Regions from separate parts of the Mus musculus genome. Here region 1 is linked to region 2. A link is a contact called in public promoter capture Hi-C data. All regions are on one chromosome and are shown on one strand. The core of a region is the stretch at or near the end of the contact, and the rest is flanking DNA. Distances in the headings are between cores, read along the strand shown.

The links. Promoter capture Hi-C pulls out the DNA fragments that hold promoters and counts their contacts.
Region 1: a promoter capture Hi-C map of liver shows a contact between it and region 2, with 4 times the contacts expected there. The contact joins the enhancer-like site here to the promoter of Cd59a in region 2. A contact is called at or near these places in 1 of 39 promoter capture datasets (liver), 12 of 115 datasets of contacts at active chromatin or transcription factors (the NIH/3T3 cell line, the SCID.adh cell line, bone marrow-derived macrophages and 6 more) and 1 of 9 other capture datasets (embryonic stem cells).

What each region holds. Positions count from the first base shown.
Region 1 is chr2:104,604,299-104,608,132 of GRCm38.p6, reverse strand. All of the region lies in intron 1 of Cstf3 (cleavage stimulation factor, 3' pre-RNA, subunit 3), which reads right to left. Among named protein-coding and RNA genes, the nearest start is that of Cstf3, 16 kb to the right of the region's middle. Within about 2 kb of position 2,427, at least 15 of the 459 cell types and tissues checked have an H3K27ac peak or open chromatin away from gene starts, as enhancers often do. A contact at or near this core is called in embryonic stem cells, liver and trophoblast stem cells, where this site is marked.
Region 2 is chr2:104,094,083-104,098,117 of GRCm38.p6, reverse strand. Cd59a (CD59a antigen) reads right to left here and starts at 2,317. Exons shown (of 4, transcript NM_007652.5): 1 at 2,191-2,317.

The DNA of each region.
Region 1 (3,834 bases), core at 1,178-3,677, 510 kb before region 2:
TCTATGCCAGATTGTGCTATATGACACTGTCTTGGCTGTGTGTGTGTGTGTGTGTGTGTGTGTGTGTGTGTGTGTTACATATAAAGATGAATGCAATGAACAGAGAACTTAAAATATATTAAATCAGGCATAGATGTGTACATTTGTAATTGTAGCACATAAGAGGCTGAGGATAGAAGAGCATGAATTACAACCTGTCTTAAAAAGAAACTGATACTCATGTTGATCCCATTTAGATGGTGGTATTAGAGCCAAGTTAGGCATAGTGGTATATATATATATATGCCTTTGATCCCAGCACTTAGGAGGTACAAGAAGGTAGATGGTAAAGAATTCTAGGCTAGCTAGGGATACAAGGTGAGACCCTGTCTTAAAAACAAAACCAGAAAACAGTTCACAAGTTAAGATTGTTTGTTGCTCTTAGGGAGGACCTGAGCTCAGTTCTCAGAACCCACAAAGAATGACTCACAACTACTTATAACTTCATTTCTAGGATATAGGAAGCCCTCTGGCTTCTCTGAGCACCTTAAATATATGAGATACATGTAAACCTATGCAGATATACACATAAACATATCAAGTAAATCTTTAAAAACTTATACTCTCCAAACATCCCCATACTTCCCCACCCCAGTCCCCGGAGCCTTAATAACCAGGTCCTTACATATAGTTAGACAAGTATTTTACCACTTAATTTCATGTATCCCCAACTCTTCTCAGTCATTTAATAGGCTGGTTTTAGTTTCATTGCAGAAAATTTTCTTTGTGCTTTGAGTATAGTTTTCTGGTATTGTTAAAGAACTTGCCAAACATCTGAGGCCCTAAGTTCAAATCCTAGCATTGCACACTTGCGTGCCCACACCTCTTAAAAGAGGGGCACTAGAGTGATTCCTTAACAGTTAAGAGCATTTGCTGGTGTTCCAAAGGACCTGGGTTCAGACCTCAGCACACAAATGACAGTTCACAATTGTCTATAACTCTAGTTCCAAAGCACAGGCATAAAGTACATACATGGTGCACATGATATGAGCATGAAAAACACACTAAAAAAAGATATCTAAAAATGAACGAAAAAAGCAGCACCTAGTACCAAGCAGCATGAATACAAATACTATTTCACAAATTGTTTCAAATATTCCTACATACTAAAATGAAAAATTACACTCAAAAGAAATCTACAAATGCTAGCATAATCTCTGGATGCCCTGGAAATCAATATATAGACTAGGTTGGCTGGCCTTGAACTCACAGAGATCCACCTGCCTCTGCCAGGATTTAAGTGCTGGGATAAAGGGCATACGCCAATATATCTGGCACTGCTTCCTTTTATAAGTGAATTATTGAGAAATAATTCAGTCAAGCAACAATCTAGGAAAAAATTTAAAAGTCTTCCTTTTAGAATAAAATTGCCTGTGAGAAATAAACTCTCTTCTTAGAAATAAAATAGCCTTAACTACTGAAAGATATGAATTTACTTAGAAATAATTTTTATTTATATATTTTGTTTTTTGAGTCAGGATCTCACTCTGTAATCAGGCTGGCACTGAAAGCTGGTGAACCTCATGTCTCAGCCTCCAAAGCACTAAGATTACTGGTATGAGCCACCACACTGGCTTGAAGATATTCTAAGACTTCTGTAATCTAAATCAAAATTACCCTTTACTAATCTATAAGAGCTTTATGACTAGTGTTAAGAAAAGTAACTCCAGCCACATATTAAAACAACTAAAATTTGGTAATGGTAACAAATTAATCACTGAACCAATATGGCCCAAAACTATGGAAATATATGGAAAAACACTAATAGAGATAGCATTTTATATCAGAATGGTGATTTCCAGCAAATGTTAAAAAAAAAAAACAAAAAAGCTGGAATCCATTTTATCAAGATAAAGTCAAATTTCCACTTTTTTGTTCACCAAAATAGTTAATCTTTTTATATTATTTTTAAAAAGCCCCAAAAATAAAAACAAGGGTTAAAAATATTGCTTGTGATAAAAACATATGTTTAGATTTGCAAAACCCTGGGGTCCATCTTTAGTACACACACACAGAACTACACAATATTCTGAGATGCATCTTAAGTTTTTCATAAGCTTTTAAATAAAGTTAACTACATCAAGTTTTAAATTAGTATAAGAAAAACAACACACAGGCGGGCATGGGGTACATAACCTCAGAACTCAGAAGGCAAAGGCAAGAGGATCTTTGTAGGCTTTTGAGACCAGCCTGGTCTACAGGGCAAATTCCAAGCCAGTCAAGGATACAGTTAGACCTTGTCTCTAAAATGAAGTTTTCAGAAGGGCGGGTGTGGGAGGGGAGCACATATGAAAGGGCAGTAGCAGCCACTAAGCTTACTAGCATAAAGTCCAGTCAATAATGTGAAAGCCCACTGACTTAAAAAGAAAACAGAGAGAATGCAGCCAGGTAAATAGTTCAATAGCAGAGTGACTGCCTAGAGTAAAGAAAGCCTGTGTTCACCTGGAACCACTGATGGACAAAGGGCAAATAACTTTTTAAAAACCCAAAACAAATGAAATTTATTCAATGGGATAAATGAAATGTCATATAACTAACTAACACTGATATTCTGAAGCAGACCAAACTGACCAAAATCTAACAAGAATATCTGATGCTGATTTCTAGCAACTTAAACTACTATACAACAATATACAAGAAAACAGTCAGCTACTGGCCTAGTGGCTCATATATAAGACTAATAATTTAAATAGCCATGTCTGAATCAGTCAAATTATGAAATTTGGAGTCACTGAAAACAGTTAAGTATAAGTAGTAACACATTACAATCGCCATTTAGGCTGGCAGGGGGCACATATACATAACATATACTTATTAGGACACCATACCCTTAGAACTCTGAATTTTCACTATCCACGTGAGAAATATTTGCTCAATGCGAAGTATATTCTAGGTGTTATTTGAAGGAGTACCTGCACTTGACAAAGTAGAGAATTCTTTCAAAAGGTTTACTACTTGAAAAAACAATCAAAAAAAATTTAGAGGGGCATGGTGGCTCATAATTGCAATGTTAGAACGGAGGAGGTTAAAAAAATGACAATGCGCTCAAGGACAGCCTGTGCTACAAAGAAAGAATTTGCCTCAAAAAAACAACAAAACAAAACCAAGCAGGCTAGAAATGGCTCAGCAATTAAGAGCAACCGCTGCTTTCAGAGGACCCACATTCCAATCCTTCCGATCCTACACCTACAATCACATGCTTCCCAAATTCCTGTAACTCCAGCTCCAGGGGATCTGACAGTCTCTTCTGGCCTCCCTGGGAACATACCAGGCCACAAAACACATAAATATACACAAAGCAATTAAATAACCAAGAAGTGTTGTTTTGAGGTAACTTTAAAACAGTAATTACAGTCAGGCGTGGTTACACACACCTCTAATCCCCAGGACTTGGAAGGCAGATCTATTATAAGCCCCAGGCTTCAGAAGTAAGACCCCATCATGGGGAGTAGAGTGAACGGAAAATAAAAACAAAGACTGGAAGATTTAAAAAAAAAAAAAAAAAAAAAAGTTCCTAAATGGCCTCAAATCATGGGTTAAAAACAGCCTAAAAGTTGGTTCAGTGGTTAGGAGCTCTTGCAACTCTTACAATGGTTCAAATCCCAGCATCCGTATTGAGCCTCACAACAATTTGTAAGTCTACTTTCAGGAGATCCAATGCCTTCTTCTGATCTTCTTACGCACCAGGCATGCCCATAGTGCACAGAGATACATACACCCAGGCAAAACACCCATAACCACACAGCCACAAAAAACAAAACAAACAAAAACACTTAAAATTAAGTAAGAAGTAGG
Region 2 (4,035 bases), core at 1,068-3,567:
ACAAAAACCAGAACAACCCCACCCCCACCCCCCAAACTTACTATAACCAACAATCTCGTTACTGGAAAATGGCGGCTTGGCATTCAAGCATAGATTAAGTTCAGAACTGTGAACATAAATGGAGATTATAATTCAGCTTCCAAAATAAACGCAGCTAAGGGAAAAAACCACACAGACACACACACACAAAACAAACAAAAACAAATACAAAAAAGCATACATGATATACATGATATCCTCCCTCCCTCCCCACTTTTCTTTTCTTTCTCTTACTTTTAATATATGAAGAACGCAAGCCAGGCCACCATGCAGCACTATCTTGAGCCACATCCCCAGCCAGATTGAAGATTTTAACAGCAGCAGTTTCCACAGGCTTCACAGACACCTTCAACCCTGGGTTGCGACCACACAGAACTTGGGGTGTACTTTAAGGCTGAACATATCATAACGAATAAAGCTGCAACATCATCATCCTATAAGAAGTTCTGAAAGGGGCAGTCTCTGGATGGTCCATCCTTAACCTCCAAACGCAGACACCATTGCACACGCCAGCAAGATTTTGCTGAAAGGACCCTGACATAGCTGTCTCTTCTGAGGCTATGCCAGTGCCTGGCAACACAGAAGTGGATGCTCACAGTCAGCTATTGGATGGAACACAGGGCTCCCAATGGAGGAGCTAGAGAAAGTACCCAAGGAGCTGAAGGAGTCTGCAACCCTGGAGGTGAAACAACAATATGAACTAACCAGTACCCCGGAGCTCTTGACTCTAGTTGCATATGTATCAGAAGATGGCCTAGTTGGCCATCAGTGGAAAGAGAGGCCCATTGATCTAGCAAACTTTATATGCCCCAGTACAGGGGAATGCCAGGGCCAAGAAGTGGGAGTGGGTGGATAGGGGAGGGGGGGAGAGTGTAGGGGACTTTTGGGATAGCATTTGAAATGTAAATGAAATAAATACCTAATAAAAAAGTGGGGGGGGGGGGAGAAAAGGTTCTGAGAGGGCTAGAGGGATGGAATTACCTGATCCAAGACAACAGGGCAGTCTCAAAATCACTTTGGATGTATCTTGCTTTTTACTTACCAAGGTCTGGAAGCTAAGTGACTTAACATAACCCAGTGTTAGCAGTCTCATGGGCCTTACGGGCTTGGACATGCTGTAGCTAAGCCTACAACAGACCCCAAAAGTCCTTTCTTCAGTTCAAAGCAGTAATTACATCAGCAGCTTAGGACAAAGCAAAACACCATCACAATGGAAAGGCCCCTCCCAGCCACCTGGTGGCTCCATAAGCACTTCAGAGCTCTTGAAATTGCACAGATCTGGACTTCACCTAAAATGGCCTCAGTCTCTTAACAACTTATCTCAGGATCCTAAATCCCTGGCTCATCCCAACTCCCACCCTAAAGTCCATTTGATTTTGTTTTTGTTTTCCTTCTACTTCTTTCAACCCGCCCAGTGAAAAGGGAGGTTTTTCATTTATAGCAAAGTACATGCCAAACGTTTTTCAGCATGGTCAGGGCATAATGAGGTAACTCCTCCTTAGTCTTCCCAGAAGGATAACAGCAAATGTTGTGAGCTCCCTTGATTGTCGTTCTGACGCGGTCATTCTGTGTGTCTGGCCGGAAGGACTGGAGAAAAGGTGCCCTGAGGTGGGTCTCCGGAACATTGGCTGTTTTCCACATTCCAGGAGATCAACCATGAGCTACCTTAGTGCTCACCACTACCCTGTGAAATAAGTCCTTTCCCTTTACTGATGAGAAAATAGGATTTAATAGCTTCCTTTCGACACCTACGAACGAAAAGGAAAGGTTCTTTTCAAAGTCTGCCCTCAGACTGCAAGGTGGCCGGGCCCATGGACCAAAGATATCCACTAGAGCAGCTACAGATTTGGACCTCAGCAAGAACTGCAGTGAGTTCTTCCAAGCTGAGGTTAGCCCTCAGGCCCCGGGAGACCGACTTCACTGAGAGGCCAGGGGTGCCCTGGAGTCAGGCGCTCAGGGAATGCCTAGCTCCAGCAACCGCTGAGTAGGAAGCAGAGTGCAGGCTGCGGCAAGAAATCGCTATAACAAAAAAGGTCAGAGGTACAGGCCTGAGAGAGGCCTCCCGAGGGACAGCCCGGACGCATGCGCTGCCGAAGCACCCCCACCTTCCACCCGAGGCTCCGCTCCAGCCAACTCTGTGCCCTTGCTTACCTGCAATCTTAGAGTCAGCTAGATCCTGCTCTAGACACTTTTCAGATCGCCAGTGACTGTGCTCATGCTCTGACTGCTGACAGTACACAGCAATGCAAACCAAATCCACTGGCCACGCCCAAGAACTGATGGCCACACCCCCACCACACCCCCTGGGCTCCTATGCCTTCTAGTCACTGCCTTTTCCTCTGTCAGAGAGCATTTGGCTGCCAGAACCAGAATCTCTGGAAACCTAGGATACAGGAAAGGCTTGCATTTCCCTCTGATTTCTTACTCCTAACTAACACCCTAAAAGGCTCTTGATTTTCCCTTTCTTTAAAAACAAACAAACAAACAAACAAACAAAACCACAATGTTTTTGTGCCCATGTTTGCTAGTGCCCAGAACTATCTCTTGACAAATCATAGATATCTTTCCAGGCCATACATCGTGGCTTGCTCCTACTCTCAGGTCCTGACAGCCTCCAAATACTCTTCAGACACAAATGCCATCTATTTTGTTTGGAATGAAGACAAAATCCCGTTGGTCATTAGAAACCTTTGTGGACTGGCCAGGGGCCAGAACTACGTGAAGTTGTGATACAGAGGTGCCTTTATCATTTGGAAAGACTCATAAGCAGGAAGGAAGCCAGAGGGGAACAATAATTTTTTTTAAAATATTTATTTACTTATTTATGTAGCTGTCTTCAGACACTCCAGAAGAGGGCATCAGATTTCGTTACGGATAGTTGTGAGCCACCATATGGTTGCTGGGATTTGAACTCAGGACCTTTGGAAGAGCAGTCGACGCTCTTAACTGCTCAGCCATCTCTCCAGCTCCGGGAACAATAATTTTAAAAAGAGTAAACATTCCAAGAGGCTGGCCTCCTAAGGGAACAAGAAATGCTCTGTTGGTTTTTCTTTTTTTAAGTCTTTCTGCCCACAGGAACATTTCCTGGTGGGGCTGTTGTTGTTGTTGTTGTCGTCGTCGTAGTCGTCCTCGTCCTTGTTTGTTTTCACCTGTAGTATCTATCCCCTGGCATGCAGTGAGTCTGTATCTGCTGTGTCCCAAATGACAAAGGAGGTCAGGAACATCCACTCTTTCCCTAGCCTACCAACAATTACAGAGTCTCCGAGCTATAGAAGAAGTACATAAAACACTTGTAGACCAAAACAAATAGGAAGAGTGGGGAGTCACCAGCTAGGATGCCCTAAACAGATTTGTGCTATTTGTCCTCTTGTACAAACTTTGATTTCTAGGATGGGATGGGCACAGAGTACCCTACTGGGCTTGGTCCTGAACCATTTTAAGGACTTTCACCTAGTCTCAGAAGACTCTGGTCCCCACAAACTCACCAACTTTTGCAGGAACAAATGACCCATCTATAAAGCAGCATGGCCTGAGGAGAGGACTTTCCATCTCCCCATCATTTACAGGGTGAAGGCTGTGGTTTTGGAGCCCAGGGCCACCTGGACCAAGCTCTCTATATATCACCACATGGCAATACCTGGTCAAGAAGCTCCCTGTTTGGATGGGACATATTTTGTCAGCAGCCTGGATGTTCCCTGCCCTTAATCCTCTAAAGTAAGGTCGGCCTGGGCCCCCTGCCTTGCTCTCCCCTTCTGCTCCTGAGGAGGATCTCTGTCCCTCTCCTACTCCTGCCATCACTGTCCCTGCCCAGCCAACACAGGCAGAGGGAGAAGCAGCCCCTGACTCTCCTGACTCCACTTACAGTCTACCTGGGCCCCCAGAAGGCCGACTCTACTATGGCCTTACGCCTCGGGGGCATGGGGCCCCAGATGCTCAGGGGAGACAGTTCATGACATAGGTGCCATTCACCAGTAATGATCTTTACAGTTGGAAATT